Regions from separate parts of the Mus musculus genome. Here region 1 is linked to region 2. The links are chromatin contacts, called in public Hi-C maps. All regions are on one chromosome and are shown on one strand. Each heading gives the region's core, a stretch centred on a gene start, on an enhancer-like site or on the middle of the called end of the contact. The rest is flanking DNA. Distances are from core to core; before and after follow the strand shown.

Region 1 (4,321 bases), core at 1,623-4,122, 530 kb before region 2:
AGAGCTTTTAATTCTTCCCAAGGTATTTTTCCCATAGATGGGTTAGGAACCCGTCATCTCTATTTCCCATCGTCTATTCATGTCCACCGTTCCACTAAGATGGAAATGGTGTGTAAATACACATCCTGGCTGTTGACTGCTTCCTCTTTTACATCCTGGCTGTTGACTGCCTCCTCTTTTACTCTATCACAGTGTGACAGCCATGAAGTGACTACAGGTGTTTGCTGGAGTTAGACAATAGTAGGAACTTCTACAGTATAGCAAGGCAGCCATGGTTACAACACCTGATTGGGCATTTAAAAGTGGCTAAAAAACACAGAAGTGGATGCTCACAGTCAGCTAATGGATGGATCACAGGGCTCCCAATGGAGGAGCTAGAGAAAGTACCCAAGGAGCTAAAGGGATCTGCAACCCTATAGGTGGAACAACATTATGAACTAACCATTACCCCGGAGCTCTTGACTCTAGCTGCATATGTATCAAAAGATGGCCTAGTCGGCCATCACTGGAAAGAGAGGCCCATTGGACACGCAAAGTTTATATGCCCCAGTACAGGGGAATGCCAGGGCCAAAAAGGGGGAGTGGGTGGGTAGGGGGGTGGGGGTGGGTGGGTATGGGGGACTTTTGGTATAGCATTGGAAATGTAAATGAGCTAAATACCTAATAAAAAATGGAAAAAATGGAAAAAAAAGTGGCTAAAAAAGAGGATTTTCAATCTCTCCTCCATCAATCAATGATAAATGCTCGAGGTAATAGACATATTGACAGCTCTGACCTAATCACTGTGTACTGTATAGACAGATAACATACCAATTGATTTTTTTTAACTTAAAAATTACAGAGATAATAAATGCATTTATTTATTGACACGTGTGTTGGTTACGACAGAGTTTTCTACACAAAATACTGGAGAGCCACCAATGAGTGTTTTACTGTCTATCTGGCAGTGACTCTCTTAGAAAAAAATGAGTCAGAACTGGTATTCTGGTTTAGCAGGAAATCTCTCATGAGGTGAGTCGAAATGCTGAAGTTGTAATCCTCTGAGTGAACCTGAGGAGATTAGCAAGGCTATTGGCACCTTAGCTGGATTCAAAGGGTTAGCCTGGTGTAGTCTACCACTCTCCATTCCTCCTGACTCCACCAAATTCCATTGATTCTGGAAAATTGTGCCTTCATGTCACTTTCAGCCTTCTGCTGAAGCCCTTGCAAGAATGGGATGTGCTTTGCAGCATGTCATTAAGTACTGAGATTCCTGCCCCTAGACAATACTCTAACTGCTCCTGCTTAAAATACAAGGCAGGACGGTAAGGTAAAAAAAAAAATCAAGTGGCAGTTTGTCTTTAAGTCAGCTTGACAACTGATTCTGCAATTTGTTGTCATGGCACTATATTCCATAAAGAGTGAAATATGTCAAACATGGTGGTTCATTTGTATAATTACAACACTGGGGAAGCTGAGACAGGAGGATTACCATGAGTTGTAGGACACCCTGTTCTACATAATGAATTCCAGACCAGTGTGAATTACATAAAGTCTATGATGGAGCCTTTGTGTGTCTAGAACAAGACTAGGTAGTAAGGGCAGCTGTCTTCATGTCTGTTCAGAATAGCCCATCACTCATGACAGTGGTTCCTCCACTAACACAACAGCATGTGATTTTCTTACACTGCAAAGAGATAATTATTGCCACTGTAAGGGGCTATTACAACTGTCTACCCCATCATGACAAGGCAGTACATCATGTTATAGGTGTGTGTGTTGGGGGGGTGCGTGTATGCGCTTATGAAATGTCACACACCAATGGGCATTCTTCAGAAGCTATTAATCTTGTTTTTGAGATAGGGTCTCTCATTGGCTTGGAGATCACTGGTCATGTACAATGGCTAGCCAATGAACCCCAGGGTTATGCCTGTCTCTGCCCCTCCTGCACCCAGCATTGCGATTAGAAGCATAATGTCCTTAGATCTTTTTATAAAGGTGGCTTCTGGGGGGGGTCAAAATTATGTTCTCCTGCTTGCAAAGCAGGCACTGTGCCAACTGAGTCATCAAACTCCTTAAACACATGTCACAACTTTAAAACCTCTTTGTCCTTCAGCCCCTCAGTATCCTTTGTCTTCATGGCTCTTGTTTCTTCAGCATACGCACCACAGATTTCAGGACTACCACCACAGCTTGTGCCTGAGACTGCCACACATGATTGACATCAGGTAGCAGCTTAGAGGAAAGAAAGAAACCGGGAATGCAGCTTAGGCCAGGATGCATATCCCAAACTCTTTACTATGAAAAATATGTGTTACCGTCACACAGTTACATGACAGAAGGCTTTTCTAACATACAAACTTTGTACTGCTTTCCAATTTCTAACTGGACCTGGAAACCGATTTATCCAATTAACTGTCCCAGAAAGCAGTACATTATTAAAATAAATCCCGCTGCCAAGCCCTACCCCAAGCAGAAACGAAATCAAACAAACACTCTTGATAACCAAGTGAATTAAAAGCTTGACAAATTCCAGACATGAGAATAAGCTACATAAATTCAGCCAGTGGCATGGGGTGAGCTTTGAAGATAGATCGGCCCATCTTGAGAGGTCAATGAGGGGTCAGTTGCTAAAAAGGTGACCTAAGACCCTTCAGGTGCTACCAAGTGTGTGCCCAAGGCTGCCAGCATCCACAGAAACCATTCTGGAAAAAATATACTTTCTGAATGATCAAGCTCTGACCCTGACTAGAGCTGAGCAGTTCATGGCCCACAGGAACTGACAGTAAAGCATAATGTCCCAGAGCACATGTCCTTTATTAGAGCAGTGTAAGGACACCCTACAAAAGAGCCCTCTAGGTCTGGAAAGGTACAGAGCCCTCATTGCTCCCACAGTGAGAGAAAGCATCAGACCACTTCTGGGAACGCAAAACCAATGACAGACCCGCGACAGCTGCAATAAAAGGCTCCTGTCTTTTTGCAAAGCATTCAAATGCCATCTGGCAATTTCGTTGACGTCAGCAGGCACAGAAAAACAACTGCCCCCACTGGCTTCTTCATCATTCCCTCCCCTACACAATCCCGCTCTCCCCTCCTCCCCGGCAAAAACCTCAGCTCTTGAGCTGAGGACAGGGGCAGAGCAACATTTGGAAAAAGATTTTTCCCCCCTTTATTTCTTGTCTGTTGCATTTTAGGGAGGAGGTAGAGCGTGATAGTCTCACTGGTGTTTGCCCTCAGTTCTCAAAATCCAGTTAGCAAGTAGAGAAATTATTACTCGGACAAGACAATTTAAAGCCTTTTCTATTTGTGTATGAGGATCCAGAGTGTATAGGCTGTGAGGTCAGGGGTGTAAAAGAAAACTATTAATCTAACTTCTGGTTCAACCCGTTCTCTCTTTGATCATTGTAAACAGCCAGCACCAGGCCAGCCCAGAACAAGCCTGCAGCCCCAGGCTGACTATGTTGGCTTGAAACTTATGCACCACACATGCTTTCCCAGGTAGTTCCTTAGAAATGCAGATGGACAGGTCTGTGTTTCAGTGTTAATGGTATTTTGTTTTAGACATGCTCTGTGAAAAAATTTTAAAAAAACATTATTTTTTTTTTTACATTACTGGATAAAAATCAAAGAGACCAAGTAAATATTGGTAAGAGTAGAAGAGACCACACCCAATGCAAATCTAGAAACTAATTTGCAAAAAGTCATAGTTTGTATGGCCCAGAAGGACGAGGCAATGCTGCAGTGTCGCACTCTGCCTTCACTAAGCTTTTATAATTACCTGTAAAAACTCCTGAACTTCTAACGCTGAAGTCAGACGTCACCATTCTTTTCAGAATGCTTCCCGTGGATCCGTCTGCTTTTTAAAGATGTCACATCAGTGCTCATCTTCTTCAGCAGCGCCACCTAATTTAATAAACTCATCTTATTCTAACTCATCGAAGGACGTTCTTGTGGTCTCAGTAAGAGAGACAACAGTAAAGAACACACGAGGGAGGCTGATGAAGTAGGAACAGTAACGGGGTTCATGGAAATGCTTGTTAGCTTTCTTAGATTTTTTTAAAAAAAGATTTAGTTTCAATTCACTCCCCACCCCTGCCTCATGTGTATGTGTGCATGTGCGCATGTGTGTGTGTGTGTGTGTGTGTGTGTGTGTGTGTGTGTGTGTGTGTGTGTGTGAGTGCAGTGCTCACAGAGGCCAGAAGAGGGCATCAGATCCCCTGGAGCTGGAGATACAGGCAGTTGTAAGTCACCTGACATGGGTATTAGGAATCAAGTACTCCAACCCGATGATTCTTCTCTCCAATTTTGCCTTCCCCATTAGCTTTCAAAGGGACAGTGACAA
Region 2 (3,955 bases), core at 355-2,854:
CAGAGGATCTTGATGGAGCAGAGACTCCCTATGATTTTAGAGTTTTATTATAGAAACGCAAGGTGGGAGAGAGAGAAGGGAGGGGGGCTAGAGAGAAAGAGAGTAAGAGGGAGAGGAGAGAGGAGAGGAGAGGAGAGGAGAGGAGAGGAGAGGAGAGGAGAGGAGAGGAGAGGAGAGGAGAGGAGAGGAGAGGAGAGGAGAGGAGAGGAGAGGAGAGGAGAGGAGAGGAGAGGAGAGGAGAGGAGAGGAGAGGAGAGGAGGGAGGAGAGGAGAAGACAAAGAGAAAGGAGAGAGGAGAGAGAGAAGTGAGAGAAAAGAGAATAAAGGAGTGAGAGACAAGTAAGAGAGCAAGCAGGGGTTGAACAGCCCTTTTTATGGTCTTTACTGTTGCTGGGTAACTGGGGAGGAGTTTAGCCTGAAGGTCAGAAGCTTGGGCCATTGCCTACATGACTACTGACCATGCTTCTCTTATGGGGGGTGTGGGGGTGGTAACTTAGGCAGGAGCCAGAGTTCCAGGAGCATAAGGTAATGCCTACCATGTCATGAAGGTGAATTATCACCACCAGGGTTCAGACCTCAGCTCAACTGGAGACCAGCCTGTCTGTGCATGGCCCAATGCCCCACAGGAGCAGAGGCAGAAACAACAGAGGAACTCTGCTGGCTTGCTCTGAGACTATATTCAACTAACTTTCTTATATATCCCAGACTCATATGTCTAGGGTGGCACTGCCCAAAACAGACTGAACCCTTAAATGTCCCACGGACATGCCCACAGGCCAATCTGATGGAGGCAAGTCCTCAGATAAGATTCCCTCTTTCCAGGTATGTCCAGGTTTGTGCCAGACTGACATCTGAAGCTAACCATGACAGCATCAAGTATGACTACCCAAACAGGACACACCTACACGCTACACCTACTATCTGGAAGCTCGGCTTCCCTCACTAGATGTCAGAGCTCAATAGCGTTGTGACATTTTAAGCAAAGGTGAAATTGTGTGAATATCTCATTATCAAAAGTAACCCAAGAAATTAACATAAAAGCACTCCATGTTCACCTCTATTTTTATATAGATTTAACTCTCTGGAGTTTGCTGGTTACAAAAGAAAGTAGAATTTTTCAAATACAAGTAGGAAATTTCCATGACATTAGAATTAACAATGCAAAATCAATAGCCATCTTTCCCAGAAGTCAAAGTCTTCAATTATCTCATAAGAGATCACACTGCCTCAGAAAAGCCAGCTCCGTTGTATCATCTAACTGCTCCAGAAGGAAAACATGCCCTTAGTTGTACAGTGCGTTCACTGACTCCAGCTCCCAAAGACTAATGAACTGAATGGGACATCTAACTTTTCCCCGTGCTGGGAGAAGATGGCAAGCAAAAGAGACCAAAGGAAAGAAAAGCTTGCAAACAGAAAGCAAAACAACGTGTCAGAGCCAAGCAAGTGTTTATACCTTGATGTGCTCCTGTGCAGGATTTCAAAGGGATGTCTGGCAACAGCAAGAAGGCTCATTTTTATTTCACCCTCCTTTATTATAAGGACGCTGCCAAGCTGAAGTCCTGTGTGCTAACCTCCTGAGGAAGATGAGCTGTCGTGCATGAGATAGTAGAGGCTGTAACACAGGCCTTAAATGCACTGAGCTCAAGCCATGATTTTAGGCTTGTTGCTAAATGAAACGGTCAAGAATTGGAAGTCCAGGCAAAGTGTCTGGCAAAGGGCCCAGACTACTTGAACAGAGTAGAAGGAGAAACTTCTGGGTTCTACCATTTTTAACGACTCTCCTCCCTCAAAGGGACAAACATCTCATGTGGTGTCAGCTAGCCTTTCCTTATGATTATTAAGTCAGTCCCATGATTCTCTTTACCTGAGCTGGTAGGGATACAAGGGACCCTGGCAACAGGTTCCAACTGGTTCCAAACATCCACATTGCGGGTCACAAATATCTGAGGCTTGGAGATCCATCAAGACAGAGAAAATTAGGAATCAGGATATTGTCATTGTCTTGACACTTGATATGTATTCAAAATAACTCGTTTCAGGGAATTTGTGAGTAGTTAAAGTAGAACACTTGCTGGTCAGTAAAATATCCCTTAAAGAAATTGGCTACCATTTTTATTGTTGGCCAAATCATTTATAAAAGCTCAGAGCTAACTGTTTCACCTTCAGATTTAAAAAAAAATCTACTCTTATCTTAATAATTATTGACAGAGGCTGTAAATCTTTAAGTTTAGAAGGAAAGAAGAGATGGTTCAGCGGTTACGATTACTCGTTCTTCATGCAGAGGATCAGAGTTTGGTTCCCAGAACCCACGGTGTGGCTCACAAACATCTGTCCTTCCAGTTCCAGGGTATCTGACACTCTCTCCTGGAACTAAGGGCACTGTGCACTTGTAAGGCTATACATACATATAATGGAATTTTCCCCTAATTGATTAAATAATAAAGACAACAAGAAGCCAATCACTGGACAAGAAGGAGGCGGGTCTTCCGGGATGGAGAGTGAAAGAGGGAAGGCAGGAGGAAGGGACTTCCTTTTAGAGCAAGACAACCAAGATTTAGCCCCGGGGGTGTTAGTTAGGGTGGCAGAACCCACCACAATCTGCTTTCTAACATAGAATAGTTGGTAAATTTAGGATGCTGGATTCCACTCCTAGCGATTGTGTTATCTCTTGATTCTAAGCTGAGAATGGCTGGTGTTTTCCATCTCGCTGAGATTCAACTGAGCTCCAGGGAAAGGTAACCAGGGCAGAGCGTGGGTTTGCGAGAGTGCGCCCCAGCTAGCTGTGGAAATTTGGGAGTTCTGAGCGGGTTTGGCAGCAGCCAGCCGCAGGGAGGATAGAGCTATCTCAGAGATCTGGAGAGGCCTTGGCAAGGGGAAACATGCGGTCTCGGGCTCGATACCAGGCTGGGAAAAAAGACCTAGACTACTAACTGGTGCCTAGCCAGCAATAGCGTAGATTGTTTTTTAATATTACACACAACACAGACAGGCAGACACATAAAGAGAGGAAGGGAGGGAGGGGGAAAGGGAGAGAGAGATATACATATGATACCAAGATCAGTGCCTATAGCCAAACACATACTTAGTGGTTTAACAAAGGACTGTGAGATAGCCTCAAGTCTTTCTACAGCAAGCTGACTGGAGGGCTGAAATGATTCTACATGGTAGGGTCCTCCAAGCAGGAGTTCATAAGTAGCTCTGTGTTCCTCTGCACACTTTCACTGGGCCCACTCCTCTACACAGGACCTCCCTCCATGAGGGAAGGAAACTCTGTAACTGACCTTGTCTTGAGTCCACAAAATTGGCGTTCTGCCTGTTGCAATGGAAATCCCCTGGAGTCTACGAGGGTGACATTAGTGAAGACTCCTAGTAATAGGGGATTCGGAGCCTGAACTGGCTATCCTCTGTAACCAAGCAAGGCCTCAAGTGGAAGGACTGGAACACCAACACAGTCACAAAACCTCCAACCTAAAGTGTATCATGCCTGCAGGATGTGCGGGGAAAGGAGTCTAGCATAGTCGTCATCAGAGAGACTTCATCTAGCAATTGATGGGAGCATCGCAGAGTCCCACAGGCAAATATCAGGTGGAACTGTGGGAGACCTGTGAAAGAGGGAGAGTTGGAGGAGTCAGAAAGGTCAAGGACACCACAAGAACATGGCCCCCAGAAGCAACTGACCAGGACTCGAGCTGGCTCATAGAGATCAGGGAAGCTGTATGAATCTAACCTAGGTCCTCTACATATATGTTATGGTTGTTTAGCCAGTGCTCTTGTGAGATTCCTAACAGTGGAAGCGAGGGCTGTTGCTCACCCTTACACCCTACCTTTGGGACCCTTTTTCTTTGATTGGGTTGCCTCATCCAGCCTTGATGTGATGGTATGTGCCTAGCCTTATTGTAGCTTGTTACGTGGTATGATCCTAAAAGACATGCTCTTTTCTGAGGAGAAGTGAAGA

The links. Hi-C and Micro-C count contacts between places; a contact is called where the count stands out from the background.
Region 1: a contact with region 2 is called in a Hi-C map of uterus, with 2.1 times the contacts expected there. The contact joins two enhancer-like sites. A contact is called at or near these places in 13 of 484 Hi-C or Micro-C datasets (embryonic stem cells, muscle stem cells, neural progenitor cells and 2 more) and 2 of 115 datasets of contacts at active chromatin or transcription factors (embryonic basal ganglia and stem cell-derived neural progenitor cells).

What each region holds. Positions count from the first base shown.
Region 1 is chr6:141,433,177-141,437,497 of GRCm38.p6, reverse strand. The region is part of intron 2 of Pde3a (phosphodiesterase 3A, cGMP inhibited); the gene reads right to left. Among named protein-coding and RNA genes, the nearest start is that of Slco1c1, 89 kb to the left of the region's middle. Within about 2 kb of position 2,872, at least 78 of the 459 cell types and tissues checked have an H3K27ac peak or open chromatin away from gene starts, as enhancers often do. A contact at or near this core is called in uterus, where this site is marked.
Region 2 is chr6:140,898,145-140,902,099 of GRCm38.p6, reverse strand. No RefSeq gene overlaps it. Among named protein-coding and RNA genes, the nearest start is that of Gm30524, 56 kb to the left of the region's middle. Within about 2 kb of position 1,604, at least 2 of the 459 cell types and tissues checked have an H3K27ac peak or open chromatin away from gene starts, as enhancers often do. A contact at or near this core is called in uterus, where this site is marked.